Linked DNA regions of Rattus norvegicus: region 2 is linked to region 1. A link is a contact called in public Hi-C data. All regions are on one chromosome and are shown on one strand. The core of a region is the stretch at or near the end of the contact, and the rest is flanking DNA. Distances in the headings are between cores, read along the strand shown.

Evidence for each region. Hi-C and Micro-C count contacts between places; a contact is called where the count stands out from the background.
Region 2: a Hi-C map of psoas muscle shows a contact between it and region 1, with 2.8 times the contacts expected there. The contact joins two enhancer-like sites. A contact is called at or near these places in 6 of 12 Hi-C or Micro-C datasets (Schwann cells, frontal cortex, kidney and 3 more).

The regions. Positions count from the first base shown.
Region 1 is chr4:150,622,801-150,626,763 of GRCr8, forward strand. Ift122 (intraflagellar transport 122) reads left to right here. Exons shown (of 29, transcript NM_001309521.1): 16 at 2,569-2,622. Among named protein-coding and RNA genes, the nearest start is that of Rho, 28 kb to the right of the region's middle. Within about 2 kb of position 1,726, at least 18 of the 93 cell types and tissues checked have an H3K27ac peak or open chromatin away from gene starts, as enhancers often do.
Region 2 is chr4:150,677,909-150,681,871 of GRCr8, forward strand. Plxnd1 (plexin D1) reads right to left here. Exons shown (of 36, transcript NM_001395052.2): 26 at 3,217-3,363; 27 at 2,933-3,089; 28 at 2,425-2,528; 29 at 2,285-2,348; 30 at 1,823-1,857; 31 at 1,501-1,605; 32 at 1,135-1,298; 33 at 131-278. Among named protein-coding and RNA genes, the nearest start is that of H1f8, 14 kb to the left of the region's middle. Within about 2 kb of position 1,758, at least 26 of the 93 cell types and tissues checked have an H3K27ac peak or open chromatin away from gene starts, as enhancers often do.

The DNA.
Region 1 (3,963 bases), core at 476-2,975:
CACACTTCAGACCTAGGCTTTTCCCCAGCCTTTTCTCTCAGCCTGACTTCTGTACCCCTGCTTCTAGAATGCATAGCGTTCTTCCTCTATTTTGTACTCACTCTTGAGGCCTCCCCAGGTCTGGAAAAGAGGAGTTTGGAGTGGCTATACAAATGCCATCCATATCATGCAGAGTTGGAGGTGTCACAGCTCAGTAGAGCACTGGCTAGTATGCACATGGCTCTGTTTCAATACACAGCACATGAAGAAAAGTAAAGCTACCAATAATTACCTACATGTTTTTAGATCAGATAAGCATTGGGAAGTATTAGATTAGGGCTTTGGGAATTCAGGAGAGAGTTCCTTCTCCTGGAGGAACTTCCTTCTCCTGCCCTACCTAGAAATGCAAGCCTGTAAGGAATACCAACAGGTTTTCAGGATATCTTCCTTGTGTGTAGCTAGAAATAAAGTTACCTTCCCTCTAGATAGTTACCCTTCACACCTAGAGCCTAAGAGTGGCCTGTACCACTCAGCACATGGCCTTTGTGAGTCGTTGAGCACATGTTCAGATAAAGGGAACTGAAACTGTGCTATAACCTTCTATTCATTTCATACCCCACCTTGCATCCCAGAACACTTGAGAATAGACACGATCATATCAAAGCACTGGGTTCTTTGTTAGATGGTATTTCTTTAGTCATTTTACTTGACAAATGAAAATTATGTGTATATTTCTTGTGGGCAGCATATTTAGGAAAGTCATAGAGCTTTGGACTTTAACTGATGTCTTAATCCTTGGCTTTCCTCTCCCCTGGATGCCAGTCATTCAGGACTCAGACTTGTGGATGGAGGGGCCTGGCCTAGAAGGGTACCCCCACTAGATGGCACAGGAGAGCTACTTAGCACTGCCAGCTGCATCTGTTTCCTGCTCCCCACTTCCCACTGTGGAAGTTATTCACAGTCTTGTGACTGACCACTCCGAATAGCACCCTGATTCTGCAGTGTATCAGGGCTGAAGGATGTCAGTGACAGATGTATCAAACTCAAGAGTCCAGTGCTCAGAACCGGAAAGACCCTTGGAAAGGCATCACTTGCTTGCCTGACCACAAAGAAGGTTGCTGAAGCCCATTCATAGGAAGGAAATAGCTCAAGGTCCTGTTGGGTTGAGACCTGAGTCTTTTTCCTACTCTGCCCATTACCAGGGACCTACTTCTTTATGTGTTTCAAGACACAAATCAGGAAGGCAGTTTTTACTTTGTTCACACTAGCTGACTGACCCTTTTACCAGTTCCTCAAGCAAAGCCAAGTACTGGGCACTGCAATGTGCCTGTAACACACACCCCCAGGCCCGCAGCTTTTTGCAGGCTGCAGCAGGAAGAGCCCTTGAGTGACGATGTTCAAGGTCAGCCTAGGTAACATAGTAAGTCTTGTTTCAGAAAGAAAGCCCCTTGCCAGGTCCCTCTCGGGCAGTGCTTTGCCTAATCCTGCTGTCTGCCACTGCTCATGCTTAGACAGGAAGTGTCCTCCCTAGGGTATCTGCTTCAGACTTGGGTAGCTCTTGGCTAAGGGAGATTTAGCTGCCAAACCTCCCCTTTCCACTGTGAACCCCTGGACTAGGGAAGGGGACCAGGGCCAAGAGAAATTCCTGTGTCCCTAGCTTTTGAATAGATCCCGGCCCTGTAGGGTAGAAGGATGAAATCACCCTGTGGCCATCTGTGAGGCAGCCGGAAACTCCCCGTTCTTGTAGCATAGAGGGTGCTTAGCAGTGGCCAAAGGCTGTTGTGCATTCTAAACCATAATGGCTCAGAAGCTGCTGCTCTGGGCATGTGTCAGTGCATTTCACATGAACAACACAGAAAGCACAGCTTGGCAGAGATGTTGCCAGCAAAATACACAGAGGTTCAGTTCCCCTAAGTTCCTTGTGGTACCCAAAAGCAGCAAAAGGCACTTCACTGGCACCAATCTGTCTGACCCTCACAACCTAGAAATCCATGCATCAGAAGTCTCTACCCCTTCGGGAGTCCAAGCAGAGGATACATATTCAGGATTAACATGCAAGTTTACTTTGTAGAGACCAGGCGATTATTCTCTGCCTCCTCCTTCAGAACTGCTTTCCTGAGCTTTTCCCTCCTCTCCCTATGTGCTCTGTGTGTGTGGCACCGTTGAGTTAGCAGAGCTGTCTACTGCTGCCCATCCAAATCAAAGGGAGAAGCATGCAGGCTCTTGTCTGTGTGTCTTGCCTACTCTGCAGATGCCATTGACTGGAATCAGCCTGGCTTGCCTTTCCATTATGAGCAATGTCTGTCTGGCAAGGGGTTCTACTGTAGACTACAGGATCATAGTTCTGTTTTACCTAATCCCAAAATGATTGATGCTCCCAGGACTTCTTTACAGTTCTTTGTAAGGACTAATCCTTGAGATGAAGACAGGCTGAGCCTCGCTGGGTGGCACACCTCCCAAGCACACAATGATGAATCGAGTTTCCCTTCCCCGCTTGCTGGCTCTCTTTTTAGAGCTTGATGTGTCCTACCCCCATCAGCCTGTGGAGAACAAGTAGGCAGCTGACTCTTTCTTATTGCTTTCCCATAGGCCTTCACCAGAGTCCAAGATCTTCGATACCTAGAACTGATCAGCACTATTGAGGTAACTGTTGAAAGCATCTTCTGTCACAGGATGCAGTGGCTAGTAATCCTGAAGACATGGGGATGCCCTGGAGTCTGCTCTGGGGGATGGAGGGGCCACATAGAAGCAACCCTGATTAGTCACTTAGAAGTTGAATAAGACAGAAGGTATGGGTCTCTCTAAGCTTTGGTTCGTTGTTCCTAAGATGGGATCTATACGGTGGTGCTCACCTTTAATTCCAGTACATAAGGCAGAGACAGGTGGATCTCTCAGTTGAAGGCCAGCCTGGTCTACAGAGTGAGTTTCAGGACAACTAGGGCTACACAGAGAAACCCTGTTGCAAAAATCCAAGATGGGGGTCAATCCTTCTCTGGTACTGCTGTAAGGCAGAGTTAGGCTCTTAGAACCTGGTATACCACTCTGGAATGAGTAGCTATTGCCATTCTCCTGGATGTAAGTAATCTGCCAGTGAATAAAGCATTTCCCAAATGTTTCCAACATGGCCTACTAAGGCATCCTCCTGCCCAGAAGGCCTGTGGTAGGCTAAAGAATCTGGTCTGACTGCACCATTTATGGGTGATGGAAGACACTATTTTTAATTTCTGTGTATCTCAGTGCTGTCTGTCTGTAAAAAAGGCATACACATTTCTTTCTCCTGAACAGATTTATTGTGAGGCTAAGGGAATGTGAGACACATTGGAGCTCCCAGAAGGAAGCAGTGAAGAAATTGCAAATGTCTTGCCCCTCCAACTCAGTTGAGCAAAGTAAACACTTATCTATCGTGGGCCTCAGCCTTGTGTGGGGTGGCGAGGGCAGGGGCCAGCAGAGCTGAGACAGGGAGACTACAGTCCAGTAGCTGTTGTTCACTGAGTCTGTTCCTATGCAACCAGAGTCATGAGGGATGTGTACAAAGTCCTTGGCTCGATGTTGGCCCTGCTCAGTGGTGGAGAAAGGAAAGTTAGGAGAGGACAGGGCACATGCCCATGTTCAGAACCTCAGGGGAGACCCACACTGTTCCCTTGCTTTTCCCCAAGTGTTGCCACTTTTGCCTTGTGAGCCCTCCCTGGCCCTCTACCCAGCAGATCACTGGTTGTCAGTCTCCTCCCACACAGGTGGGCAAGGGCTAGTTGAATGCCATTATCTCATGCTGCTGGCTCTCAGGGATGATGCTTGGTGGTAGCCAGTGGGGCCCTTGGAGTCTTTATCCAAGGCTACAGAATATCACTTTTCTTTGCACAAAAGTAACTGGCCAGGGAGGGAGCTGACTCTTACCACTTGTCATGTCTTAGTTCAAATGGTCTACCTTTGTTTATGGTCTGTGAACTGAGAATTGTGCTTAAGGAACTATTTCTGGGGAAAAGC
Region 2 (3,963 bases), core at 508-3,007, 55 kb after region 1:
AACCAGCATGTCCTCTGCCATTGCCTGTGGAGCTCCCTCTGGCCTGCCATCTGCTCTCTGCACACCTTGAATGACTCTTGCTGAATTCAGGCACCGCCCCTCCCACTCAGGAGCTGCTGGAATGGCTAACCTTGCCCAGCTGCAGGTCAGAGATGGAGCAGGCATCTATGAAGGCCTGGGCGATGACAGACAGGCAGGCATCGATGTGGTCTGTCTTCTCTATGTCGAAGACAAACTGGGGATTTTTTAAGATGTTCACCCAGAAGCGGAGGGGAAGGCTGTGGGGGCAGGAACAAGGCGGGAGCAGGAGCTCAGTGGAGGGGCCGGGAAGTAGACAATGCTTGGTCCTCACGGCCCCTGCAGCCTCTGGGTATGTCACTCTTCCCCTGCCAGCTAGAGGCCAACCCTCACCCCAGAGAACCTTCCTCCCCTTCGCACGCACGCATCTAGACTCCTGGTTCTCATTAGAAGCCCCCACCCTGCTGCCTGCATCCACGCTCCTCCCCCACTCAGCCTTGCACGAAGAAGGCAGGGCTGACTGTCCTCAGGAGGCCAGAGAGGGTTGGGGACAACCCCCCCTGCTCAACCCTGCAGAGCCTGGGGTGCCTGCTCCCCCACCCCTACCCAGAGCCAAGAGAATCTGCAACTGAATTTGCACAGGCATTTCTGAGGGGCAGACTTAAAAGAGTTTTCGGACTTTCTTGGTGGGGTAGTGTGTGACCCCAGAAATAAGATGGGCCTCAAAGGAAGCTACAGAGTAGGCGTGGGAGTCCCAGCCGATGTGCACTGCCACTTCCCAGTGTGTGCCCTTGGACCCGGATGACTGCTGCTTTCTAGGCCTTCATTTCCCTCTGTATGATGTGGCATGAGGGGGAGCAAAGGCAAGCCCATATGATGCCTTCTGGCTTCACAGAGGGGAAACTGCAGCACTGAGTGCTAAGTCTCTCACCGGACAAATGGCCAAGTAGGAGCTGATTGAAGACAAGAAGCATTCAGGCCAGGCAGGCTCTGCCTTAGCTAAGTGAGGCCATCATTTGCCCTGGTGCCTTGGCTGCCCTGATGCCATCGTACCACTGGCGCCCTAACCTCATGGTGCCCCCCACACCTCCACCCTACCCCACCCCTGGTCACCACCTGTTGGTCTTCCAGATGTGCAAGGTGTCAGGGTCAGAGATGCCTCTCTTCTCCGCCTGTTCCTCTAGGAAGTCAAAGAAATACTTGACGGCCAGCGGGGGCTTATCCTCTCGGATGCTCAGGATAGCCTTGAACAAATCATCCAAGAACTTCTGCAGTGTGCCCTGCAGGGAAGATGTGCGTCACTGGCCCAGCCTCGGAACATCCTTGAGCCTCAAGATTCTTGACTGAGTTTGCCAATGATGCTTTCTTGGAGGGGTGGGGGTGTACTTGGGGAGTGGGGTGGCAGGAAGAATACAGACTTCTCCTTGGAGCACAGGGCCCCCTTTAAGCCCCTCCAGGGGTGGAGATGGAGGTTGGGCCCACCTTGGTGGACAGCAGGCGGGTCAGGTAGATCTCTGGCAACACTTTCTTGCGGTGGCTCTGCCGGTGAGACTTCTTAGGCTCTACCAGCTCATCCGTAGGTAGCACCTGCAAGGTGGGCCAGGTTGGTACCCAAGGGCATCCTCCTCAGTCCTCCCATGGAAGCCTGCCCTGTGCTGCCCCGCACCAGGCCCACCCCTGTTCCTTCACCCACTCTGGCTTTTCCCAGGGCCTAGGAGCATTTTCCTGGAGGCTAAGGGAGGCAGAAAGCCAAAGCCCCGCCCAGCAAAGCCCTGCTCCCCAGGGCCTGAGGCTGGGCACTCACCAAATGGAAATACTTTTCTGTGTCCAAGTCTTTCACTGCAAAAGGGAAATACAGGATAAACAAATGAGGGGGGTGGGGAAGGTAACCCGAGTTGGGGTGGGTGGGGAAGACTAGGGGGAGAGCCAAGATGTGGCTTTCTACTTCAGGCTGGACCCTGGGACCCCCATGGATCTGGGCCTAGGGCCTGTGAGGACGTGGACTAGGGTTGGAGGCAGGGATGTGGCCTGGAGCCCACGGGTCATGCAACCAGCTCTGATCAGGCCATGGCCCAGGCCTCTTGGAAGGGCATGTGCCCTCCTGGGGCCTTGCTGTAGTTGCTGGAAGCAATCAACTTTGCTCCAGCATGGAGGTGGGGACCCCCTCTCCACATCTTAGCTGCCCCCAGCACAGCTCAGAAAGGGCCCAAGAAGGGAGCGCCCTCCACCACGCCTGGACCACCTCCCCAGCTACAAGCCTACTTACCTCGGCCCAGGGTATTGTCCTTCTTGTCTGTGAGGCTCATGGCTAGGGAGGCACCCTCAGGTATCTGACAGAGGAGAGGCTGAGGTTAGAGGTCTGAGGCTAGAGGAGAGGTGGTAGGGCAGCTGGGTCAGTTTAGGTACCTTGTAGTGGGCTAGCGTGTTCAGTTTCTTACGGCCGTCCTCCACCACTGACGTGTCATCCAGGTCCCGGAGGACGTAGCTCTGGGTGCTTGAGGCAAACCATTCTGGAGGAGAAAAGGGGCATCAGGACTACGAAGAGGTGGCCCTAGGGGCAGTCATTAGTCTGGGCCACAGCAAAAGAAACTTCCCATTCTCCTAGAATCAGAAGCAGGCCACAGCCCTCTGGGAGCCCGGCTGTGCACCCCAACTGTCCAGAGTCCAGAGCAGGGCTGGTTCCGAGTGAACTTTAGGAACAATTTCTGGTACAGGGTCTGACCAGGACTCCTACACACCCTTCAAAACCCAACCACCAAGCTCTCTTTGAGACGATTTTCTTGATTGCTTTCTGCTGTTGCCCACAGCTGCAGAAGCAGGGTTTCTTCCTCATGGGGAACCCTGGGGCCTTGACTAACACAGGGAAAGAGGCTGCAGCGGCCAGCTGCCAGGCATGGTGCCCGCCCTTGCCCACCGAGGTCCACGTCCTCCGCCCGCGGCCACTGCGAGTACGGTACATTCTTGCAGAAGGCTTCCAGGATCTTCTCTTTCACCTGCGTCAGCGTGTCAGTGTCCATGGCCCGCACGCTCAGTGAATCCATACCACAGCCCTGGAAGGACACGTTCAGGTTCTGCGCAAGAGAGGGGGTGTCAGCTGAGGGCCATAGTCATCACAAGGCTCAGTCAAGACTGGAGGCCAGGATGGCCCAGCTAAGAGCACCCGCCCACTCCTGGACAAGTGCCCTGCCCCTGGCTCACCCGGGGCTTGGCCTCAATGTTCTCTCTCAGCAGCCACTCCTCATTAAGTGTGTATCGGGCTTTGCCTGTGATGGCGTCGATGGAACCTTTGTTGATCTGCTGCTTGATGGCGCATAACAGCAGGAAGAACGGCTCACCTACTGTTTCCTGTGAGCAGGGATCAGGGGTCAGGGGTCAGGACCTCATCTCACCACTCTCCTCTCTGTGTTCTAGCCTCCAAGCTCTGGGCTGCTGGCACCCCGCACACTGCCTCCTACAGATGCTGATACCTGCTCCCACTCCAGGGTGTCTCCACTGCATCCCAGCCAGGGACCAGCCCTTGTCACTGAAGCTCAGAGAGGGCAAGCACCCTGCACAGCAATGCACAGAAGGAACAAGTAAAATGGAACTTGACCCATGTACTCCTCTGCCTGAGACAGAGCCTTTCTACAAAGTTGGAGTCTGCCCAGATAGAGCTGAGCAGCAGCAGGAGTGAGAAGAAGCCTTCGGGAAACCCAAGATGGAGGTCTCTAGGATGTTGACCCAAGCAGGCTTCACATGCTACCTCCTGCCATGGCCACTATGATCACTGCAGCCCCAAGCGAGCCCTCCCCGACACTCTAGACTAGTGTCCAGCTGTTTTGTGGATGGGGACAGAATGACCCATGGCGAATAGGTTTAGAAGAAAAATCAAGTTCGTAATAACATCAGGCTGCCTTGGCAGCAGTGTCCAGGCAGCTGCCCGCCCTGCTTCCTGCGGTAGTGTTC